2 separate regions of the Sus scrofa genome follow, and region 1 is linked to region 2. The links are chromatin contacts, called in public Hi-C maps. All regions are on one chromosome and are shown on one strand. Each heading gives the region's core, a stretch centred on a gene start, on an enhancer-like site or on the middle of the called end of the contact. The rest is flanking DNA. Distances are from core to core; before and after follow the strand shown.

The links. Hi-C and Micro-C count contacts between places; a contact is called where the count stands out from the background.
Region 1: a contact with region 2 is called in a Hi-C map of retroperitoneal adipose tissue, with 6 times the contacts expected there. The contact joins two enhancer-like sites. A contact is called at or near these places in 3 of 5 promoter capture datasets (fetal liver, fetal skeletal muscle and liver), 28 of 47 Hi-C or Micro-C datasets (adipose tissue, alveolar macrophages, blood and 15 more) and 2 of 2 datasets of contacts at active chromatin or transcription factors (alveolar macrophages and skeletal muscle).

What each region holds. Positions count from the first base shown.
Region 1 is chr1:273,790,230-273,796,024 of Sscrofa11.1, reverse strand. It overlaps RXRA (retinoic acid receptor RXR-alpha), which reads right to left. Exons shown (of 10, transcript XM_021071603.1): 8 at 5,182-5,273; 9 at 3,568-3,673; 10 at 1-1,986. The coding sequence ends at 1,839. Among named protein-coding and RNA genes, the nearest start is that of RXRA, 94 kb to the right of the region's middle. Within about 2 kb of position 2,649, at least 38 of the 83 cell types and tissues checked have an H3K27ac peak or open chromatin away from gene starts, as enhancers often do. A contact at or near this core is called in adipose tissue, fetal liver, liver and 3 more, where this site is marked.
Region 2 is chr1:273,586,399-273,592,231 of Sscrofa11.1, reverse strand. No RefSeq gene overlaps it. Among named protein-coding and RNA genes, the nearest start is that of WDR5, 29 kb to the right of the region's middle. Within about 2 kb of position 1,406, at least 20 of the 83 cell types and tissues checked have an H3K27ac peak or open chromatin away from gene starts, as enhancers often do. A contact at or near this core is called in adipose tissue, fetal liver, liver and 3 more, where this site is marked.

The DNA.
Region 1 (5,795 bases), core at 1,400-3,899, 200 kb before region 2:
GAGGGAGCCGGAGGGGCCGGGTGCGGACGGGGTGCACCTGGCTGCAGAAGGCACCAGGGGTGCTGGGTGTAGGGGTCCCCGGAGGGAGGACCCGAGGGCGCCTGTGTCACCCTGCCTGACACCGCCATGCCCCCAAAGGCTGCCAAGACCTTCGGGGAGAGTCTGGGAGGAGGGACAGTTGGGCAGGCCTGGCTCGCCCCATCTCTGCCTCAGAGGGTGGACAGGGAAAGTGCCCACGGGGCAGGGGACGCCTCGCCTCTCCTGGGCCACCAGGCTGGGGGTGGGGCAAGAGAACGGGGGCGTCCGTGGACTCTCCCACACCTGCACCCAGGCCTCACGCTCCTCTTGGGCCAGACTTGGGACAGCGAAGAACGGACTCTTCCCCACGGAGGCCTGGAGGCCGGCCTCTCCCCACCCAGCCCCAGGGGTGCGGGGGAGCCCCAGTCAGGGCCCGCACCACCTGGGGACGCGGCCTCGGGGAGAGCGGGCACAAGCCCTGCCCTCACCCCAGCTCCGGGTCTCTGGTGGGGGCAGGGGGAAGACGGGCTTGACAGAGCTCCCCCTGAGGGGCTGGGAAGATGCAACCCCCGCCCCCCGCCCAGGTCAGGCCCCCACTACTGGCGAAGGCTGGGTTCACGGGGTTAGAGGCCCTAAAGGCAAAGCAGTGAGACCTGGGGGGGGGCGTTACAGAGCGAAGGGCCCAGGGCTGGAGGGGGGCCCTCGGCCAGAGCAGGTGTTGCTGGAGCTCCCACTCGGGGCTCCGTCACCCAGACCGGACGCCAAGGGGCATCCAGCTGAGGATGCTGGCACTCAAGGGCCCTGATCCGAAGAGCCCGCCAGGGGTCTGTGCCCCAGAGAGCTCTGGACCGAGGCCTCCCCACCCCCCAAGCCCCGGCTGTGCCCACACGTCCCTCCAGCTCTCCATCCTTGGACACGGCTGCCCAAGGACCAACCCTCCTCCCTCCATCCCCGTGGGCCTGCTGGGGGGTGACCTCTGGCCTTGAGAGGTCAGCAGAGCCCGAGTCGGCCTAGCCCCCCCCAGGGGTTCCAGGAAGGGCAGACAGCAGGCCAGCCCTCCAGGCCCAGGGGCCGGCCGTGGAAGATCGGGGGCACCCTGGGGTGTGCGGGCCCACGTTGGGCAAGAAGCTGAAACCACGACAACGCAAAGGGAAAGCGGAGGTGGGGGTGGGCGACCCCCGTCTCTGCAGCCTTGAGGTGGCCCCAGCCCTGCGCAGAGGTCGGCTCCTGTTCTGATTGGCTCGGGGGTGAAGCGGAAAGTCATCTTTGGAAAAGGGGGTGGCTCCTCACCCTTGGCTCTGAGGGAAGGCGAGGCCACCCGCCCCCGAGCCCCTCTCCTCTCCCTGGGGGCCAGGAGGGGCCTTCCTCCATGAAACGCCCGCCCCCCCACCCCACCCGTCCCCTCCTCCTGCTGGTGGGTGGGCCCGGGCTGGCGGGCCGCGAAGGCAGGGCACCCCACACAGAGGACCTCGCACGGGAGACTTCCCAAACCAGCGACAACCGTGACCGAACGAAGCTGCCCTCTGACGGGGGGGCAGCTCCAGGGCCAGGGGCCCAAGACCCGTGAGTCCCCCGGGCGTCCCCCGGGGAGAGCCTGGCGGGCCTGGCCGGGGCTCCCGCCGGCTCCTGCCACTCCAGCGGCCGCCCCAGGAAAGCCGCTGCCCGGTCCAGACGAGCAGAATGGAAGGTAACAGGGTGGCAGCACATCTCAGGCTTAGCAGGGACGGGCCACTCCCGGAGTCCAAACAGCCAGGCGAGCGGGGGCAGACGAGCTGGCTGAGAAGAGCGGCCGGCGGCCAGGCGGAGGGCGGCCCGCGGGCCTAGGTCATTTGGTGGGGGGCCTCCAGCATCTCCATGAGGAAGGTGTCGATGGGCGTGTCCCCGATGAGCTTGAAGAAGAAGAGGTGTTCCAGGCACTTGAGGCCGATGGAGCGCAGAGCCGGCAGGCGCAGCAGCAGCTTGGCGAACCTGCGGGAGCCGAGCCGCGTGAGGGGCCCGGGCCACGGCCCCCCGCCCAGCCCCGGGCGCTGCCGCCGCTGGGCTGGGGGCCGCCTGAGCGGAGCCTCGGAGGCAGGACGGCTCTGGGCAGAGAAGGCGGCAGGCGGCCCGGCGGCCGGGAGCGCAGAGGGGGGTGCAGACCTGGAAAGAAGCCCTTCGGGGCGGAGATCCCGGAGGAAGGGCCAGGGGGAGACGGCGGCTGGACGGGGCCGGGCTGGACAGGGCTTTGGGCAACGTCAAAACACGTGGGCTTCCTCCCAGGGCCGCAGGGAGCCGCGGCAGGGTTTTAAGCAGGAGGGAGAACCACAAGGGCTGCTCTGAGTCGCAGCCCTGCCGCTGGCCGAGGGAGGCCTGCGGGGGAAGCAGCCCTGGAGCCTGAGCGACAGGCCCTTCTCAGAAAGGACCAGCTCCAGGGCGCCCCCACCAGCCCTCACCTTCGGGGGGCTCTGCTGGCTGCCAGGAGGGCAGGTGGGAGGGAAGCCTCTGCAGGCCGGGCCCTCCCCCGGGGCAGTTTCGGGGGAGGACACTGATGGGGGAGCCTCTGGGGGGCTCTTGGAGGAGGAAAGCCAGGCTCAGTGGCTCTGCCGCCAAGGACAGGGCCGTGTGGGGACGGGGCCAGAGGTCCCTCCAGGAACACCCACGTCTGCCCCTCCTCGTCCCCAGCCCGCGTGCTGCCAGCTCTCTCCGCACGACCCTCCGGGGACCCCCGGGGCCTCATTAATTATTAACAATGTCTGTATTTCAGGGGGACAGCCCCGTGCTTGGCTGCAACACAACCCGTGTTTTAAAGGCAAAAGCGCGGCTTAGAGGCTGGAGCAGGGCCAGGGAACGAGCCGTTTTCTGCTGAGCTGGCGAGATGGGCTGGGGCCGGAGGCCAGGAAAAACAGACGGGCCTGCTGCCCCTCCCCCTCCCCTCCCCCTCCTCCTCCGGGAAGTCTCACTTTAAACCAAACCAGATGAGGCCGAGCAGGGCGGGTAACCCTGTGCGCGCCGGTCGGTGGGGTGGGAAGGGGGAGAGGGAGGCCTGGGGCTGGGGGGGACCCCCACCCGCTCCCAGGAGACCCCCTTTGGGAGGAAGCGGGTCCGATCAGGACAGGAGACCTGAAAGGCCGCGAAGCCACCGACCTCCCCCTCACCCAGACACCCGCTGTGCGCCTGGCACTGTGGACCCAGAAAAGAGACAATTCCAGCCCTTCCAGGGCCTGCAGTTGGCAGAGGGAGTCAAGCTCTGCACCCAGGCCACGCCTCGGCCATCTACTCTGCACCTGTCTACAAAGCACCTACTGTGTGCTGGCACTGTCCCTGCTAGAGACGAGCAACCAGGGCCCCGCCTCTTTGGGCAGGGACACGTTACCTACTATGTGCCGGCACAGGGCCCATCCTTTCGGTGGGGCTGCAGGGAAGTGTGAGAGTGTGTGCGTGGGGCCAGGAGCAAGGCCCTGGACAGACGAGGGGCAACGCCTTCTAACCCACCCGCATGTCTGAGGGCTGGGGGTGGCCCTGCCTGGGCAGGGGCCTGGAGGGAGACCCTGAGGTCGGTCCGGGGCTCACCTTCCGGGCTGCTCGGGGTACTTGTGTTTGCAGTACGCCTCCAGGGACGCGTAGACCTTCTCGCGAAGGGCCTCCACCTCGGCCGGGTTCGAGAGTCCCTTGGAGTCTGCGAGGGAGCAGGGACCGCAGGTCAGAGCCCCCTGGGAAGCTGCCCCAGGAACCCACAGACCCACTGGGACGAGGCTGCCCTGCACGGGAGGCCCACCCTGCCGCTCGCTGGCCACCTGACCTTGGCCCAGTCCCTGAGCTCCTGTCCTTCAGCTCCCCCCTCTGAAAAGGGGGCTGACCTGCCCTGCCAGCTCCTGGCCATCACAGCAATCGGGTCAACTCTCAAGCTTCTGCAGCCCTGGGTCTGAGGCCCTCAGACCCGAAAGAAGGGTTCACAGTCTCTTCCTGAAGCAGCCAGGCCCCTCCCGGGTCAGGGGTGGGGGCAGAGCGGCCATGAGGCCATCCTGAGCCCGGGGACCCTGGGGCCGGAGCCCAGTGTGGAAGGGGCTCTGCCTGTGGACACAGATGCCAGCACCAGAGCCGCCCAAACCTCCAGGCCCAGGGATGAGGCCACAGGAGCAAGGGCCGACCGGGTTGTCCTGGCGAGTCCCAGGCATCTGAAGCAGGGGGAGCCCCCAGGCCGGGCAGGGCTCCGTCCTCTCCCGCAGTCACCCCCAAACTGACGCTGGGCCAGCTTCTCTCCTCACTGTCCCCGACAGCACCCACCACTGGGCATCAGGATTCGGGCTCACACAGCCCCAAATCTGGCCTCAGCTGGGGGAGGTGGTCCCTCCTGGTGGCAAAGGGACCAGAGGCCAGGGCAGCCCCACCAACCCATTGCTGGTCTGAAGCCGCTGTAGCGCCTGGAGGCTCAGCCATGGGACAGGCCCACTGTCAGGTCCTCCGAGGCCCAGGGCGAGGGGTCCCACACAGCCCAGCCCAGGCTGCCTGACGTCCGGCACAGGCCCATGGCCCAGAGCGAATGCCATGGTGGCCGGGGGTCCTAAGAGCTTTGGGAACCTGCCAGGCTCCTCGGCAGCTGGGCTCCCCCGGCCCTGGGGCTGTGCTAACTCCTGTCTTGGGCGAACACCCACACCCAGGCCCCATCGGGTGAACCAGCAGCCAAGCCACACAAAGCTTCAATGCAGATTCTGCAGGGCAGCGCCCTGCAGGGCAGGGTCACGGCTGGAGCACAAACCTGGGGAAACGGGCTCTCCCCCGAGGGGACCCCATGGCCACCCGGGCCCCGCCTCTCAGCGCTGGAGCTGACGGAGAACAGGGAGTCGGGACCCTCCACCCCTGGGGCCGCCCCCTCCTCCTCGCCACCTGGTCAGCCCCCTGCCCCTGCCCCCAGAACACCGAGGCAGCCCGGAACCTGCCCCCGACGTCCCCACCCAGCCCCAGACCCCCAGGGCTCCAGGAGGCCTCGCCCGGACACGGAGGATGAGCTCGGCTGACCGAGCCAGTCTGACCCTCACGCGGGCCTCGAGAAGAGGGCAGCACGGCTGCGCCCCCATCACAAGGGAGAAACCCATCAGGGCCCAGGCGAGGGGCCGCTGGCCGAGGCGGCAGCGCAGGCAGGACGGGGCTGGCCCGGGGGCGGGTGGCGGCGGGGAGGAGGCGCACCCGGGTTGAAGAGGACGATGGCGCGCAGGCAGCCGAGCTCCGTCTTGTCCATCTGCATGTCCCTCATCTTGGACACCAGCTCCGTCAGCACCCTGCGGGGAAGCGGGGGCAGGCTTCGGGTCAGACCGCGCCCTCGCCCCGGAACCCCGGAGGCCCGGGAAGCCCGGTCTGGGCCCGGAGGGCGGCTGAGACGGTCACGGCGAACCCGGGAGCCACCGCCTGTCCGGTTCCGCCCCGGCGGTGGGCTCCTCTCCTCTCACTCAAGAGGGTCTGCGCGTGGGATTTGTTTCTGGGAACCTGGGGGCTGAAGTGGGACCTCGTGACAGCCGGGGTGAGCCAGAGCCCTGGACGTCGGGGGCAAGGTCCACCGGCCCAGGGGCCCGCCGGCCCAGGGGTCCACCGGCCCAGGGGCCCGCCGGGCTGCAGGCGGGCACGCAGCCTCAGGCCGAGCCCGGGCACCACAGCCCTCGAGTCCATGTCCCCGGCCCCTTCCCCACTGCAGGGCGGCTCTGTTCCCCTCCTGTCATCAGCCGCCGACCAGACCCCCACCACTGTCACCTCTCCAGCAGCTGGGAACCATGGAAGTGCCAGCTGGTGTGAGGCAGGGGCTGCAT
Region 2 (5,833 bases), core at 157-2,656:
GCTCTCTCCCTCCTCTGCCTTCTCCCATCCGGGAGCCAGGGGCCGCCCTCGGAGCCGGGGCAGTGGGGGAAGCTGGTTGGGGGCCGCAGGCCAGCGGGGGGGCGAGACTGCCGGTTGGACGAGCTGGGTTGGAGGCGCCCACAGACACCCCAGTGCACGTGTGGGGTCCTAGGGCCCAGAGATGGGACTAGAGGTGGTGGCCTGGACGATGCCTCCAAGTGTGGGCACATCCGAGGGAAGACCCCACAGCCCGCAGGGGACGGAGGCGGGCAGGGGTCCTGGTGGGGAGGGGTCCCGGAGGCCGTGTGGAGGAAGGAAGGGGACGGCCAGGCCAGTCAGAGGAGGATGAGGGGCACACGGACGTCACCCTTGGAGGAGGAGCCGCCCAGCTCAAGGGGAGGGGTCCTGGGCCAACTGGGATGGGCCGGGGGGCTGCGAGGGGCCTCTGAGTAGGGGGAGCGGAGGAGAGAGGTGACCACCAGAGGGGCGTGGGGACAGGGTTCTGGGTGTGAAAGAGTCATGACGGCAGAAGGACAGTGTGGGCGGAGGCAGCAGGATGCAAGGGGCAGTCCGAGCGGGCACACCACAGAAGTGACCAGGCAGAGTCTGAGCCCAGTGAGGGTGGCAGGGCGGCAGGAGGGAAGCCAGGCACGCGGCGCATCTAACCTGCACCCTTGGCCTTCAAGCTGGGTGGGGGACGGGAGGCACGAGCTGTGAGGAATGATGAGAACTCAGGGCGCCATGGATCCTGGGCCACGGGGCAGATGCCAGGAGCCCCCGTGTGGGGGCCAGGAAGGTCGGGGGGACTCGCCTGGGGTTGGGATCGGGGGGCTGAGGCCCGAGGTCGGCTCCAATCGGACACCGAGGCTCCCCCTGAGCTCCACCTCGTCCTAGTTTGGTTCTGCCTCCCAAGCTCTTTCTACCTCAGGCCCTTTGCACGTGCCAGCCAGGGCTCTGGATCCTCTTTCTCCAGGCCCCTGCTCAGCCGGCTCCACCTTCGCCTTCGATGGAGGCCGAGCCATCACCTCTTGGGAGAAGCCTCCCCTGGCCTCCCAGGAGGATGGGCCCAGGCGCCTGCCGTCCCACGTTCCCCCCTCATTTGTCCTCTGCTGTCCAGGCTCCTCCTTCTACAAGGTGACACCTGCCAGTACCAGCTGTCCACTCACCTCTCCTCCCGTGAGACCCTCCTGGGAGCCCCCTGTTGAGGGCTTGCCGCATCCCAGACAGAAGTGCCTGCCGCGCTCAGGGCCACATGTACTGAGCATACGTGGGGCCCCCAAGGCGGGCAGCGCGACCCTGTTTTACAGAGGGGGAAATGCAGGCAAGAAGGGCCTGGCCACGCTCAGGCCACACTCTACTTCCTGAAGCGCTCAGCACAGGGCCGCGTGGACAGGTCCCCCGGGGCCCACCCTGGACACCGGCCCGGAAGGAAAGAGGAGCGCGTGGCCCAGCATCCCAAGGTCCCGGGCCAAGCGCAGAGGATGCTGGCTCCCCGCTGAGCAGGGGCAAAGCCGGGGTTACTCCAGGCTAAATAAACAAGAGCACTGGGCAGGAAGGGGGATGGGCAGACCCAGCGCGTCCACCAGCCAGCCCGCTGGTCTGTGAGCTGCGCCTGCGGGGAGCCTGGGGCAGCACCAGGGGGCTGGCTGCTCACCCCGGGGGGGGGGGGGGGGGGGCGGGGGCTGGGACGGCGGCAGCCTGGCCCCAGCCCCCGCCCCGCTTCCTGCACTCAGACCAGAAGGTGGAAGCCTGAGCAGTATCTGTCCCCATGTCCAGGTAGGACCCTCAGTGGGGGCTGGCAGGCCACTCGGCCTCCTAGCTGGCCTGGGGGGTGGCCCTGGCGGTCGCCCAGTTTCCTCCTAGGCCCGACAGGAGGCTTGAAATGAACCCAGGTCCTGCGGAAGGTGAGTCCCTGGAATCGTGAACATAAACGCATGGTTTTGTTTGTTGCTTTTTAGGGCCTCACCTGCGGCACATGGAGGTTCCCAGGCTAAGGGTCCAATTGGAGCTGCAGCTGCGGGCCTCCACCACAGCCACGGCCACACCAGATCGGAACCGCATCTGTGGTCTACACCACAGCCACGGCCACACCAGATCGGAACCGCATCTGTGGTCTACACCACAGCCACGGCCACACCAGATCGGAACCGCATCTGTGGTCTACACCACAGCCACGGCCACACCAGATCGGAACCGCATCTGTGGTCTACACCACAGCCACGGCCACACCAGATCGGAACCGCATCTGTGGTCTACACCACAGCCACGGCCACACCAGATCGGAACCGCATCTGTGGTCTACACCACAGCCACGGCCACACCAGATCGGAACCGCATCTGTGGTCTACACCACAGCCACGGCCACACCGGTACTTAACCCTCTGAGCGAGGCCCCGGATCTAACCCTAGTGCTCATGGCTACTAGTCAGTCTCACTACCGCTGAGCCACAACGGGAACTCAGTAGAGTTGCATTCTTTCTGGAGAGAGAGCAGGCTTCCCTCAGAGTCTAAAAAGCCTATGATGTGACCCCCCCCGCCGCCCGCTCCCCACCCCCAGCAGGGATCTTCCCATTTCAGAGACGCAGGAGCAACCGCCCAAGGTCTCCAAGGGGCTGATGGCAGAGCAGGGCCAAGTCCCAGGTCCTGATCTCTGGGGAGAGGCTGCTTCACTCCACTGTGGGGGGAGGAGGAGTCTGGGCTGGACACAGGATCCAGCAGCTGCCCAGCCTGCCCAGCCCCTCCAGTCTTCACGACAAGCCCGCGTACAGACCGGGAAACCGAGGCTTGGAGACAGCAGTGGGGTAAACAGCGACCCCACATATATAGGCCCCTGGTACCCGTGAACGCAATTTTTGGGGACTAGAAATAGCTTAAGGATCTCGAAAGATTCCCCTGGATTCCTGGGGAGGATCCTGGACTCCCCTGGGGAGGGCGGGGTGGGGGGCGGGCTACGTCCAAGGACCACGTCCTTATAAAAGTCAGAAGAGGAAAGACGACAGGAAGGCAAAGGCAGAGCACAGGCTGGAGATACGGCCACGAGCCCAGGACGCCTGGGCCACCAGCAGCTGAAAGAGTCAGGAGGGACCCTCCCCTGGTGCCTCCAGAGGGAGGGCAGGCCTGCGCCATCTGGATCTCAGGCTTCCGGCCCCCAGAACAGGGAGAAAAGGAATTTCTGTGGTTTTCAGGCCCCTGTCACCACCGGAGCTCTGTTACAGCAGCCGCGGGAGCCTAACGCAGAGAGCTTCACCTGGACACCGCGGGGCTCCAGCCCTGTGACGACCCCAGAGTCTCCACTAAAGACCACCCAGCACCGTCCAGGACGGAGAGCAGATCCGGGCCCTCCCTGCCCTGATTTGATTTCACTTGATTTATTTTTGTCTTTTTATGGTTGCCCCCACGGCACATGGAGGTTCCCAGGCTAGGGGTCTTGAATTGGAGCTGTAGCTGCCAGCCTACACCACAGCCACAGCAACATGGGATCCCACCCACATCTGCCACCTACACCACAGCTCACGGCAACGCCAGATCCTTCACCCCCTGAGCAAGGCCAGGGATCAAACCTGCGTCCCCATGGATAAAACCTGCGTCCCCATGGATACTAGTCGGGTTCATCACCGTTGAGCCATGACAGGAAATCCCCCGTCTCTATTTTAGGGTCGGGTATGCAGCCCACAGCCCTCCTGCAGGAAGGATGCCCCGTAACCCCGGGCCTGTCTTCGCAGCAAGCCCAGGCCCCGTGCGGCTCTCCTGCCCTCTGCTCTGCGGGCGGCTGGGGCCGCAGGGAGCCAGGGACGTGATGGGGTCGAGGCTGAGGAGCCGGAAATAGCAGAGGCTGCTGGAGGCAACAGCAGGGTCACGGAGTCAGGGCAGGATGCTTGGGGGGGGGGTCCAGAAGGAGCCAGGCCAGACCGCCAGCCGCATCCAGGCCTCCCCCGACCTCTACCCCCTCCCCCTCCCCCTCCCCCAGGGGACCCTCTCAGTCACGCCAGCCCCTTGCTGTTCACCAAAAGCCAGGTTAGGGCACGTGACCCAAAGGTGACCCCCCACCCCCACTCTGCCGTCGCCCACCCCGAGCTTCCTCACCGAACCAGATCACCCCTCCCTCGTGGTGCTGGGGAGGCCCGAGCCGGCCCAGAGCTGCCCCCACACCAGCTCAGGGCAAGGAGATGACCGGAGTGGGGCAGCGATGCCCCCACCTCCCTCACCGAGATGCCCAACCCCCCCAGGGTGTCCCCCAGGTGCCCCCCAAGCCTGGGACCTTGAAGTCCATGCCTGGCCCCACTGCTTCTTTCCCAATAAACTCTGCCTGCAGCTCCCAGCCTTGTCTGTCCCTGCCCACCCCCCCGATGAGTTTCCTCAGCCCCTGGAACATTCAGGAACGCAATCCAGGAAGCAGCCGCTCACTGCCAGCCCCCTGCCAGGCCCGAAGCTCCAAGAGGGTGGCCGTGGGCCTTTGGGGATGTCTTCTTGCCGGGGCCAGGGCCGGGGCAGGCAGGACACACAGTAGGACTTCAGGAAGCCCTGGTGCCCGGAATGAGGGCCTCCACAGCCGCTGCTGGGCGGAGTCCCCCATGTCTCCCAGCAGCCTGGCGAGCTGAGCACCGCTTCCGGCTCATCCACAGTGGAGAAGAAAGGCAGGGAGCGGACGGCCTCGGCCCCGGGCCCTGAGGCTCCTCCAGAGTGGGGCCAGGTGTCCAGGCACCGTGGGGTGGCCCCAGCACGATGCCCACCTTGCCGGCCTGCCCAGGGAGGAGGCGCACAGGCAGGAGAAACCAGGCAACCTTCTCACCACCCAGAGCCCGTGCCTCCACCGCCTCCACAGGGCAGCGCTTCTCAAGCCTGGGGTCTGAGGAGCCCCGGGTCCCTGGGGTGCTGTCGGCGCTGCTCCACAGTGACGGGAAGGGCTGGGGAGCAGAACTCTTTCTCTTGGGACTTCGCAGAGCCTTGAGGCTCCACTCTGGCCCTTGGAGGGAACCGTAGGCGGAACTTCCCCAAGTGTCCGGCCATGAGGGGTTTGGCTCTTGGCAGAAGTCTGGTTCCCCGCTAGAGACCGGGCGGCCTGGGCTTTACACCTCCCTGGAGCGGCCTCAAATCCCTCTCCATTCCCTTCTGGCCGGGGTCCTCTCTGAACCTCAGATTCCTCCCCTGTCCCTCGAGAAAGCCACCCCCAGGTCCCCGCGGCAGGAGTCCTGGGTGGAGCACCTGGTTGCAACCTGCCCTCGGAGGCTGGGGCAGCTTTTCGGCCCTACTGGGAGAGGGGCCGAGAGCCCGGGCCGCCCACCCCCTCCCCGGGCAGCCTGTCGGGCAGCGTTTTCTAAACCAGACTCTTCCCCGCCTCGCGTGGAAGGAGGCGTTTCGATGCCCCACGTGGAGGCTCTGTGACTGTTCCATCACCTTGAGTCCCTACCACCCCTGCCAAACTGGACCCATCAGGACCAAGAACCAGGAGGGCTGCACTCCCTCCCCGGACCGGGCTCAGGACCCCGACACGCTGTTCCAGGGCTGCGTGGGCCGGCTGAGGGGCAGGGCGACCGTCCTTTCCACGGTGCTGGAAGCGCTTGCTTTGTCCTCTGGCAGGAGTGTTTTCCGGATTCCAACCGGAAGGATGAGAGCCCACGACCCAGGGGTCACAGCCCGGCAGCCGTTCGGGAGGAGCCCAGATGCCCAGCCAGGGGCCATGGGGGTGGACGCCACGCAGGCAGGCTGGGCTGGGACGGGGGCTGCAGGGCTGACCGTGGCCCTGTGAGGAGCCGGGGGCCGAGCACCCAGCACAGGGGCCCAGACAAGGTGCGAGGCAGTGACTGGTTTAAACAGGCATCTCACACTCCTGCAA